4 separate regions of the Sus scrofa genome follow, and regions 1, 2 and 4 are each linked to region 3. A link is a contact called in public HiChIP or PLAC-seq data. All regions are on one chromosome and are shown on one strand. Each heading gives the region's core, a stretch centred on a gene start, on an enhancer-like site or on the middle of the called end of the contact. The rest is flanking DNA. Distances are from core to core; before and after follow the strand shown. Region 1 overlaps PI4KB (phosphatidylinositol 4-kinase beta). Region 2 holds the start of ZNF687 (zinc finger protein 687). Region 3 holds the start of PSMB4 (proteasome subunit beta 4). Region 4 holds the start of PI4KB (phosphatidylinositol 4-kinase beta).

Region 1 (2,700 bases), core at 144-2,643, 96 kb after region 3:
CTCTGCAGGCATTTTGCAGTTCTCATGACCGGAATAGCTGAGGCCCCAGCCTTTTCTTACTCTTTGTTGGTCTTCAGTCCCTCTTCCTTGTATCTGACTCCTGTTCAGGATGGGATTTGGGGTGACGCTGAGACACACTTATTCTGTGAGTGCTTAAATCCTCGGGATGGCTTCTCCAGCTGCCATTCTTCCCAGCCTGGCTCCTTGATCTTGGGTCAGTAGATCCAGGAAAGGAGATACCACGTCCCCAGGCACTCCCAGGTTATCTGATGCTGGCAGAATGAGACACCTGAAGCCACTGCGACTCCTCAGGAAATATGAGAGTGAGAGAGGCTCCAGGGGGCTAAGCATTGGAATCTTCTGCACAAAGGTCTCACCAAAGCCCTTTGGCATTTTGAGGATGTATCTTTGAAGGCTTTTGTCTCCCAAATACCCAGGGAATTGATTTTCTTCTACTCCTACTTCTCCCCTGTCATGCAACATTTATTCACTCAACAAATAGTTCCTGAACTTGTACAGCCGTGCAAAGCCCAGAGCTCAAGGCAGTGAAGGATGTAGGATATAATGGTGTCCTTCCGTTCGGAGACTTCTGAGGTACTGTGGAGCTCCTGCTATCTAGGAAGCTATTTCATTTGTGACTCTTGATTTTGTATCCTAAAACTCTACTAAATTTATTCGTTCTAACAGTTTTTTGGTGGAATTTGTCTCTCTTGAAATGTTGATTCCTGCACACAAGGAGGAAGTATACAACTTACTGAAACAAGGCACATAATTATGTAAGGTTAGCAGAGAGACACACTGCTTCCCATCTCTCGATTACCCCTGTGCGAGTTTATTCCTTCGCTCCTGTCACCCATAGAGAAGCTCTGGAGGGCAAAGTGAGGCCTCAGAGAAGAAGCCCAGGCGCTTGGATAGTCTCTTCCTGCCTGGAGTCAACCTGCAGTGTTCTTCTCTGCCCAGATCTCACAGAGGGTCGGTTTTCTTTTCATGAGGAATCCTTGACACCCTCCCCTACAATCAAAGGACTCTAGCACCTCTTTCTCCCATCTCCCACCATTCCCTACCCCTCAGAGCCCACCCTTCAAAGCAGTTTCTATCAACCTGATCAGGGAACTCTGCTCAGGCAGTTGTCCTTTCCAGTTGTAACCAAACGGTAAATATTTTGGCATAGGGTGGGGGTTCAAGGAGCAGAGAGTAGTGTAGGTACCATCCTCCCCCCACACCCTGCCCCACACAATGACACTTGTACATCAGCTTTGTCTTTTCAGGACTGTAACCTTTGTACGGAGAAATCTGCTGCGTATCCCACTGGAAGCTCCAGTGAGCCTTACAGCCTGATAAGAGTGTGATGTCAGCTTCTTGGACTCAAAGCTTTTCTCCTTGGAGCTGACTCAGTTTGAGTGACTCAAGCCTCCAGAGTAGGAGAGAGGAGCAGATCATGCTATACCTCCCTTCCCCCAAGGCTGTTAATGAGTCAGACAGGACTGTCCTGTCTGTGGGAGAATCAGCTGGGGCCTGGCTCATGGAACCAATATCCTGCCTGCTGTTCCTTCTCCAACCAGCTCATGAGTAAAAATTGAATTAAGTCATAATAGACTTGGGCATCCTCACAGCCTCGATTCTCCCTCCCACCTCTGCCTAAAGCAGTAGAGTTGTTGCCTTGGGAGAGTGTTTGGCTTGGCTTTTCTCTCTAAGCGCCCCTCTCCCCAGATTCTTCGAGGGAAGGCCTGAGTGTAGGACCAGGGCCTCCAGCTAGAATAGAACTTAGGCTACGGAAGTGAAGCAAATGCCTGAAACGCTGATTGCAGAGTAGCTCAGTGACCACCACCCTCCTGCCCCCCTTAAGGACTTTGTCTCTTAAGCCCAGGTCCCTCCCTTCCTGCACGTTTGTGCACACGTATTGTATTGCCCCTTCTCCCTGTCGTGGGGGACCTTGGTGGACAGAACCCAGGATAGGCCTGTGTATGAGCCGCGGCAGAGCCGCTGAATGAGTTTGACCACCAACCCTTTCCTCTGTTTTGCTCAGGCACTAATAAGACATAGGAATGGGGTGAGGTTTAGCGAAATCCCCTGGGCTGGGACCAGAACAGCTGCTGCTCCTCAGCTACTTAGCTCTCTCAGATGGATTCAGCTGTGACCTGGCTCCCCAGTTTATGTCAAAAAGCTGAGCTTTGGGAGTTCCCACTGTGGCACAGCAGAAACGAATCGGATAGGAACCTTGAGGTTGCGGGTTTGATCCCTGGCCTCCTTCAGTGGGTTAAGAATCTGGCACTGCCATGAGCTCTGGTGTAGGTCGCAGACGCGGCTTGGATCTGATGTGGCTGTGGCTGACAGCTGTAGCTCCGATTCAACCCCCTAGCCTGGGAACCTCCGTATGCTGCCATGGGTGTGGCCCTAAAAAAAGCAAAAAAAAAAAAAAAAATTGTTATGTGAAATAGCCTGGTAAGAAGCCTACAGAAGTTTGGTGTGTAAGAGAGTTATTCATCCTTAACTCCCAGCAGCATCTAGCCCAGAGGTTTCATGCTCATGAATCTGTGGCATCCCTTGTCACGTGATTCAGGGTTGGGATTGGGTTTCCCAAAATGTTGATGAGGCTGATTAGAGAGGAGAGGTACCCGGCACTGAAAGTTTAGCTCTTCTGCTTCCTCCTTGACATTTCCAAGAAGCTGGAGGAACATGGAGTTTCCAGTATGGGGGCCA
Region 2 (2,700 bases), core at 30-2,529, 120 kb after region 3:
CTGAACAGGAAGAGGGTGAACCGGCCTGGGTTCACCGGGGCTGGGTGGGGGCTCTGCGTCCCTTTCCCTGGCCCGGGGCCTGCTGCGCAGAGGAGGGCGAGGGGCCGGCGGCCGGGGGCGATTAGGCTGCCGCCGAGCTGGGCAGCGGGCGGAATTAAGTCCCTGCCATCTGCCGAGGACCGGCGCGGGGAGCAGGTCCAGGGTAGCGGGGAGGGGGCGGGGTGTACACAGGAGAAGCCAGAGGGGAAACTGAGGAGCGCCGCGCTTCTCTAGCTCTCACCAGCGTGCCAAGGGAAGGACGGGCCTCGGCCAGGCCAGGCCCTTGGGGAGCTGCCGCGCAGCACCTCCCGGCCCTGGGCTACAGGAGAGTAAGGGGGGGGCGTGGAAAGAGAGGAGTGGGGAGGGGACAGTCTTTGCCAGACTCGCAGCTCTCCAGCCGGGGTCCGTCCCAACTCCGACCTCCTCGCTTCCCCTCCCTGCGCAGCGCAGCCTCCTCCCCCTCGGACTCCCGAGGCTCTCTCGAGACTGGGGAGGGGTCGGAGGGCGCACGGAGGCCGGGAGCGCGAGCCTGAGTCCCGTCCGGGCCCGGACGCTGACCCGCGCCCAGTCGGGGTGCAGGCTCCGCTCCGGCCTGGCCCAGGTCCCCCGCCCCCACCCCGGACACGGACACCATTTTAGGTCGCGACATCCCGCAGCTTCCAGTCCCCTGGCCGCGCTCCGGACGCCTCTCTGGCTGGGGGCACCAGGAGTTGGGGACCCCGACCCTCCCAACACGTTTACCCTTCTAGGGACTGTGCTTTCAACAGGCTGGGACTTTCGCCCATCCGCCCCAAAGAATGGGGGCGGCTTCGGGGCCCTCCAAGAAGCCATCCCGGGGGGCGGCGCGGGGAGGGGGTTAGTTAGCCAAGTGGGGGGAGGGGCGGGGGTATTTACCCGCCCCCCCAGGGGCGGGGCCAAAGGCGGGTATTTACCCCGGGCACGCTTACCTGTTCCGCTCCCAGTGCGGGCCGAGACCCGACGGTCTCTCCCCTACTCCGGCCACTGCCGCCGCCGCCGCCCTCCCCGCGACCGCCGCTACTTCCTGCTTCTCTCCCGTTCAGCCTCCCCCTCCCTCAGCTCTCTTCGCGTTCCCGGTCTGGGCTGCCCGCTTTCGCACTCGCCATTGGTAAACACCCTTGTCGTTCAGTACTGCGCCCCGCCCAGCTCCGCACTGGGTTGGCCTTAAGTACTGCCGCTCGGAACCAGGTCTGCACAGCCTTCCCGGCTTCATTGGGCAAGGAGCCTAGTCCTTCTGGAGATGCTTCTCCCCATTGGTTGCGCAGGGACCCACCTGCACTGAGCATCTCATACATGATTGGCCTCTGATACTGTCGCTTAGAAAAAAGCCAATCTGGTTCCCTCCTTTCCTACTGGAGGAGGTGACTATCCCAGGTACGTCTCCGCCCCCTTACTCCCTATTGGCCGCGATCTTTGAAGCCTGCAATTCACTTATGCAAATTTAAAGAACTCTGCTTTTATTTGGTGGGCACGTTGAGGAGAACCTCTTTGGCTCTGAGTGGAGCCCGGATATGTAGATCCACTTGTGCTCGCTTCTCAAGCTAAACCCCAATGTCAGTCATGCCATGCAGAAGTCAGAGAAGAGACGTCACCGAAAACATTACGTCATCGAGTTGACCATTTCCTCACGGTTTTCCCCAGTGTCTAGTCATATAACCTGTACCGTTGAGGTCCTCGCACAGGCTAGTTCCTGGGCGATGGCGTCACCCACTACTCTCCATCTGCAGGAGGGCTTGTAGCCGGGGCGGGATTTGGAGTTTGGAAGGAACCAGCACCTGAATCCTGAGACGGGCTTGCAGACCGGAAGTAGGGAAGAGGTGACGTTAGGCTGCTGGCGTGGCCTGGGCCATTTCCAAAGGTATCTTAAAACAGCATTATGGTACGCTTCCTAAGCACAGGGGAGGGGGAAACGTGCCCCGTGTCCATTTCCCATTTAAGAGTGCTCCTGTTCCCCGCCCCCAGCACGGGATGGGGGTGGAGCCCAGGCCGGTTTTCCCGCGCTTTGTTGCCCCGCCCCCTGGAGGCGGGGGAAGGGGAGGGATGCTCAGAAAATGAATTCTGTTCGTACTCTCTAATCAAGACCTTGCAGAATTCTTTTGCAAACCCAGTTTGCCGCCACCTCGCGCGCACCCGAGTATGCCGGCGAGCCTGCGCATCCTGCCTTGATTGCAGCTGCGGAGAACCTAAACGAAGTTATTTAAGTGGTTCTGCTATCTTGTCCAGGGGTCCCTGAACCCCTGGACCCAGGACTCTCCAGCGCACCCTTAGAGTTTGCATGGGCAATAGCGACTGTATTGAGGTGTAAATCAGAACCTCTGGATAGGAATATTGGGGCCACCACTTACCTTATGGTTCCATGGGGCAAGTTACTCAACCTCCCAGAACCATTTTTCTCATGGGTAATACTGAGATTATAATGCCCACCTGACATGAGTGTTTTTCTAAGGATTAAAAGCCTTTAGAATGTAAAAGCGCTTTGTAAAGTGATGGGCAAGTGAGATTAGTGCCCCTCTCACCACATCTTTCTCTAGGTTGCCTGTGGTTGCTCAAGTTCACAGGGCCTCGTTCATCTCTGAACAACTAACTAAAATTGCATATTGGATGTAGTCAACCGGTATTCCATTCTCATCTCCCTCTCTGAAT
Region 3 (2,700 bases), core at 168-2,667:
ATCACCTTGACATGGTCTCTGGACCACAAAGAAAACCATCTGCCCAGCAGTAGGGATCCTAGCCTGTTCCTCATGTCAGAATTGCAAGGGTAGACAACCACTAATCCCTATTGCCTTCTGTCTTCTTCTATCCCTCATCCCTCAACCAACTACTTACCTGAGCCAGGTATGCACCATAACCAGTGGCCAGCGAAGGGGCTTCATAGGCTACACCAAGCATGTCCACGTAACCCAGGAAGCTAACAGGACACAATAGGTCAAAGAACTCATTTCACCTTAGGTTTCTATATGTTAGCTGAAGGATGGGACCAAGGGGTCTGAGTCAGAAGTGGGATTCACTCAGGGAGAAGAGATAGTTATTTGTATTCAAATCAACCTCTCTCCATCAGCATAGCCTCCGATGACCATGGTGTTCCACAGGGGGTTCATCTTGGAGCGGCGGCTGTACATGGCCCTGGTCAGCCACGAATGGATAGCTTTAGGACTATAGCTGTGTCCATCTCCCAGCAGCTCCTCATCAATCCTTAAAAAGAATTGGTTGTGAGAAAAGGGAGAGAACAGAAATCGGGTTTTCCATCCACCCCCAAAAGATGTGACCACAATCTTCCCCTCTTAAACCCACTAAAATAAACTATTTGCAAACATCCTCGAATCTTTCACCCCCCAACAAGTCTCCCCATCCTCTACTGCAGCTTCAAGTTCCTCCACACTAGAACATCTTGATGGGATAAAAACAGTGGATTCCCCTCCCCACCTGGGAACTACTCCTATTCTCTAGATGACTTACACCATTTGGCCGAGAACTTGCTTCAAATATTGGAAATCAGCGTAGTCTCCTGAAGCACCCAGCATGGTGCTGTTGTTGACTCGCATAATGCGAGAGATGTTGCGGAAACGAGCCAAGGAACCATAGGAGCCCAGCATGTCTGCTGCAATCACCACTCCGCCCTCAAACTTGACTCCCAGAACCGAGGTCCCGGTCACCATGGGGTTCCTGGAGATAAAGAAGGGTCTGGCGAGAGGTGGAGGAGAATAGCCTAGGCCCGCTTCCCGCTCTGTGGGTTCCGCTTCTGACTTTCCATGGCTCCTTTCATTCTCCAGGCCCTACTCCTCGAGCTGTCCCGCTGTTAGCGCGCCCGGGGGTCCCCGCCTCGCCTGCCCTGGCTCCCCGAACCAGCCGGCCGCACCAGGCCCCACGGTCTCTCCCCCGCCCAGGCTAAGACGCCAAGAGCTTACTGGGTGCGCGTAATCGGACTCCCATAGAGCACGGATGCCGGGTCCACGATGGATCCAGGAGTGGGAGGAATGCGGTAGAACTGTCCAGGAGCCGGACCCCCGGCCCAGTGTCCCGACCGCGACTCCAAAATCGATTCCATCTTAGTCACCGTAGCTCAAGAAATGAAAGCGTTTGCGCCGACGGAAGCGGAAGTGATCCTTCAGTGCCACACCTTCTTTCTTCCTGAAAGCCACTTCCCGCAGCCATGTTGTTAGGGTCGGGACAGACCGTATGAGCATCCTGGGTGGCGACCGAAACCCAGAGATTTGGAATTGCCAGGCGTCGCATACGTAGCGGTAGAGTCTAGACTAGAACAATGTTCTGATGCTCAAATTCAAGGAGGGAGAGGGTGGTGTGGCAGATGGGGAGGGGGCGGGCTCGTCAAGACTCTGACCTGAGCGAGGAGGCAGGAAGTCTCCTTTCCTTTTTGGATCCTTATCAAAAAGCCCACACTTTAGGAGTTTCCGTCGTGGCTCAGTGGTTAGCGAACCCTACTAGCATCCATGAGGGTTCGATTCCTGGCCCCGCTAAGTGGGTTAAGGATCCGACCTTGCCGTGAGCTGCGGTGTGGGTCGCAGAGGAGGCTTGGATCCCGCGTTGCTGTGGGTCTGGGGTAGGACGGCTGCTACAGCTCCGATTGGACCCCTAGCCTAGGAACCTCCATATGCCCCAGCTGCGGCCCTAAAAAGACAAAAAAAAATAAAAAGAAAAGAAAAGCCTCACACGAAACTAACAGTGAACCCAGGATCTCTTAAGTTCTGTATTTCTCAAAGCAGCCTCATGTGGCATATTCGACCCATTTTATAGGTAAGAAACAGAGACTTGAATAGTGATTTACCTGATCACACAGCAAATAATGGTAGATCTGAGTCTAGGAATCTTACAGTTGTGCGTACCTTGCGGTGTATAATATCTCAGGTGGGTCACTCACTGTGCAGAACCTTCGACAAATCTCTGAAAGTTACCTAGTTGTGAAATGCTCTTACCTACCTCTTAAACAGCAGAAAAATTCCATTGCCTGTGGGAATGTAACTAAATTCCAGGCGTTCCCTTCTCAATGTGGTTCTGTAGCAGGGGCTGGAAGCAGTGTCTAGAATCAAACAGGTGAACCTAAACCTGATAGTTTGCCACTCCTCCCTACACAATTAGATTTTAAATTATTGACTCAGCGGGAAACCAAATCAGTTTTGTTTTTTAAATTCCCTGAGTTAATCTGAACCAAAGCAACGCATGAAATTTTAGCCTAATTGAAATAAAATATTTTATTAGGTCATGAAACCCTGGAAGGGAAGGGTCAAGGTCTTGTGTGAGAGACAACCAGCTGTTGCTCTTTGTATCATCTTTTGGCTGAAAACTAGGTAGTTGATTTCTTCTTCTAATAGCTCATTAATAATCATATTTGTTTATTCGTCTTCTTTATTATT
Region 4 (2,700 bases), core at 197-2,696, 80 kb after region 3:
TCTTGGCCTCTTTCTCTGGTCATCTTTCATTACTCCTGCTTTAACCTAGCTTATCAGCTTGCTCTCTCATGATATAAGCAAATTCCCTTCAGAATGCTCTCTCCTCTTTTTTGCTCAGCTGGGTCATTTCCAGTATCTCACGATATTTTTGAGAAGCCTTCCATTCATTCATCGTCTACTGAGTGGCCTTCTATGTTAATTAACCACATGTTCTTTCAGCAATCAGTTACCCCATTTATTCTACTTTTGTACATACTGCACGTTTTACATAGGTATTTTCAGGCTGTTACTCTTTATTCTGCCTTCCAAACACTGAAGCAGTGACCCTCTTTTCTCTCATCATCTATCATCTATATTATTGTCCCCAAAATAGTAATATGGATAGTAATAATCTGTACTTTCTTTTAATCCTCACAAAAGCCTGTAAAGTCTTAATATTCCTGGGTCCACTCCGCAGACATAGAAACGGAAATTCACAGAGGTTAAAAAAGTCATTCCTAATCAAACAGCCCTTAAGTGGCAGAGAAGCTGGTATCCAGGATCTGGGCTCAAACAACTAGCCTTAATGTAGAGTATTAAATAAGGCCCAATGAGGGTTGGGATAGAGATTCTGACAGTAAAGGCTCTCACTCAATAGGCTAACTGACAAACACACAAAATTAACACCAGAAGGCCATTAGCGGGGCGCATTTTTGCTTATTTGTTTAGTTTTCTACGGTTTGGTTTTGAAAGCAGTGATGATGCCCTCCAAGCTATTGTCACTTCACTCACCTCTCCCAACCTGGGCTTGTCCAGCCCCTCCTGGATGGATCGAGGTCCGCAAGCCGGAGGCCTCCTGAGGCCAAAGGCTGCCCAGGCAGGTAGGTGGTGACCTCGAGGGCAGAACCGTGGCCTCGAGTCGCGCCCCTAACGGCGAAAGATTGACGCGGTTGGACCGCGCCATTTCTCAAGTAATAAGGGGCGTAATCTTAACGTCGTCCTTAAGATGAGTAGGAAAAGGATAGTGAGGGTGACTATATTCCCCGCCGGCCCTTTTTCTTTCTGCTATCCAGCTGGACCCCAAGCGTCCATCTCCCGACCTGATTTACTAAGGGAGTTGTGTGAAATAGTGGAGGGGAGAGAGGCACTGATTGCAATTACGGTAACTTGGTTGCTGACTTGAATGGGGTCATTTACATATAATTTGCATGTTCCTGTGCTTACTGGAGTGTGCTCACAGAAGTATGTACTTCTCTAAGACCGTATCCACGCACGCCGACCCTCCTCCTGCTCTAGGCCGGGAGCCTCTGCCCCTTATCCTGCAAATTTTACTTCCCTTTCGGCTTCCTTAGCTTCGCAGAAGCTGCATCTCAGGTCCGCCTCCCAAAGACTGGCCCCTCCTCCCGCCCATAAGCTCCTCCCTACGGCCGCTCCTCCCTCCCCAGCTTCCAAATATCTCTTCCCCGCCCCCTTCTCTATTTCTGAACAGGCGTGTTCCAGACAGCTCACTCGACACCTTAGATTACTATGGGTTCGGTAGGGTCCTGAGCCTCAGAGAAGCAGGAAAGCATAGCCCAAGAAGGGCCTGAACTCAGAAGAAGAAGCAAGATCTGCTGGGATTTTTTTCTTTGGTCTTGGTTGTGCGAAGGAGGAAAAAAAGGTTGTGAGGCCCGGTCGAACGCAAGGCATTGCGAAGGCCCCCTCAGGCGGCGCCGAGGGCAGCCCGGCAGCCGGGGCCTGGTGCAGCCGCCGCGGCCGCTGTCAGGGAAGCGCAGGCGGCCAATGGAACCCGGGAGCGGACGCTGCTGCTGAGGCGGCGGTGTCGGCAGTCCGACCCCGACCGCCCGCACCCCCTCCGCGGGGGTCCCCCGGAGGTAAGCGACTCCTACCCCGTGAGTGCCCCTTGCCCTGTGTGTGGAAGGGTCTCTCTCCCACCCTGTCCCGCACAGCCTCCCCCGCCCCCACACCTCGGTTCGGCCACAAAACTGCCCTGCTGATGGCTGCTGCACCCAGGTTCCTTTTCCACCTTTTTTTCCCAAGCCTGGGGTCCTCCTCTGCTTTTTGGCTTCCTCTTCTGTTTAGCTCCTCCCTCTGCCCCGGGGATTCCCCCCTCCCTCACTCTTATCCCTGTCGCCTCCGTCCCGAATTATTTTCTCTTAAGTCGTCAGCCCTTCCCACATCACGATGCCTTTTATATCGTCCATCCTTGCTTGTCTTTCCTCGTTGTCTGTCCTCCAGCCCCGAATCTTTCTTATGGGCTCCGCCTTTAGCCCTTTTCCCGTTTTGCCCCTTTACTCCGATGTCCCTGCAACCCAGGCGCTGGGTTCCCGTTTCCCTGAGCTAAAGATTGTAGCCCTCTCTTCTTCTGCTACTTCTTATTCCATTACCTCATTGCCACCCACCCACCCAGTTCCTGGCTTCCAAGATTTGTCTCTTCCCTTTTCCTTAAGGGATCTCAGGCGCTCATCATCATTCCCAAAGCACCATTTACATTCTACTTTGACCTTAATCCTTACTCTTCTCTGGAGCGCTTTATGATTCCTGTAACTTTCTTTAGCTTCCCTCTCCCCTTACTCAATACCCCAACCTCGGAGGTTTATTCCTGTAGAAGAAAGATCTGACAGTGCCCCTTCCCATTGAGGATTTATAAGTTTGACACCTCTCTTGAGTTTCAAGGGTTTTGCTGATCCTTGTGACACTTGATTCTGCTTTCCCTGTGGT

Evidence for each region. HiChIP or PLAC-seq counts read pairs in DNA pulled down with a chosen protein or histone mark.
Region 1: a contact with region 3 is called in an H3K27ac HiChIP or PLAC-seq map of alveolar macrophages, with 3 times the contacts expected there. The contact joins the enhancer-like site here to the promoter of PSMB4 in region 3. A contact is called at or near these places in 2 of 5 promoter capture datasets (fetal liver and liver), 16 of 47 Hi-C or Micro-C datasets (adipose tissue, alveolar macrophages, blood and 11 more) and 2 of 2 datasets of contacts at active chromatin or transcription factors (alveolar macrophages and skeletal muscle).
Region 2: an H3K27ac HiChIP or PLAC-seq map of alveolar macrophages shows a contact between it and region 3. The contact joins the promoter of ZNF687 here to the promoter of PSMB4 in region 3. A contact is called at or near these places in 2 of 5 promoter capture datasets (fetal liver and liver), 15 of 47 Hi-C or Micro-C datasets (adipose tissue, alveolar macrophages, blood and 10 more) and 2 of 2 datasets of contacts at active chromatin or transcription factors (alveolar macrophages and skeletal muscle).
Region 4: an H3K27ac HiChIP or PLAC-seq map of alveolar macrophages shows a contact between it and region 3. The contact joins the promoter of PI4KB here to the promoter of PSMB4 in region 3. A contact is called at or near these places in 2 of 5 promoter capture datasets (fetal liver and liver), 9 of 47 Hi-C or Micro-C datasets (epiblast stem cells, fetal liver, heart right ventricle and 5 more) and 2 of 2 datasets of contacts at active chromatin or transcription factors (alveolar macrophages and skeletal muscle).

Annotation. Positions count from the first base shown.
Region 1 is chr4:97,932,933-97,935,632 of Sscrofa11.1, forward strand. The region is part of intron 2 of PI4KB (phosphatidylinositol 4-kinase beta); the gene reads left to right. Among named protein-coding and RNA genes, the nearest start is that of PI4KB, 16 kb to the left of the region's middle. Within about 2 kb of position 1,394, at least 27 of the 83 cell types and tissues checked have an H3K27ac peak or open chromatin away from gene starts, as enhancers often do. A contact at or near this core is called in adipose tissue, alveolar macrophages, embryonic fibroblasts and 3 more, where this site is marked.
Region 2 is chr4:97,957,779-97,960,478 of Sscrofa11.1, forward strand. It overlaps ZNF687 (zinc finger protein 687), which reads right to left and starts at 1,280. Exons shown (of 10, transcript XM_021089866.1): 1 at 987-1,280.
Region 3 is chr4:97,836,492-97,839,191 of Sscrofa11.1, forward strand. It overlaps PSMB4 (proteasome subunit beta 4), which reads right to left and starts at 1,418. Exons shown (of 7, transcript NM_001244455.1): 1 at 1,237-1,418; 2 at 788-994; 3 at 377-523; 4 at 158-239. The coding sequence starts at 1,376.
Region 4 is chr4:97,916,789-97,919,488 of Sscrofa11.1, forward strand. PI4KB (phosphatidylinositol 4-kinase beta) reads left to right here and starts at 1,447. Exons shown (of 11, transcript XR_002343442.1): 1 at 1,447-1,853.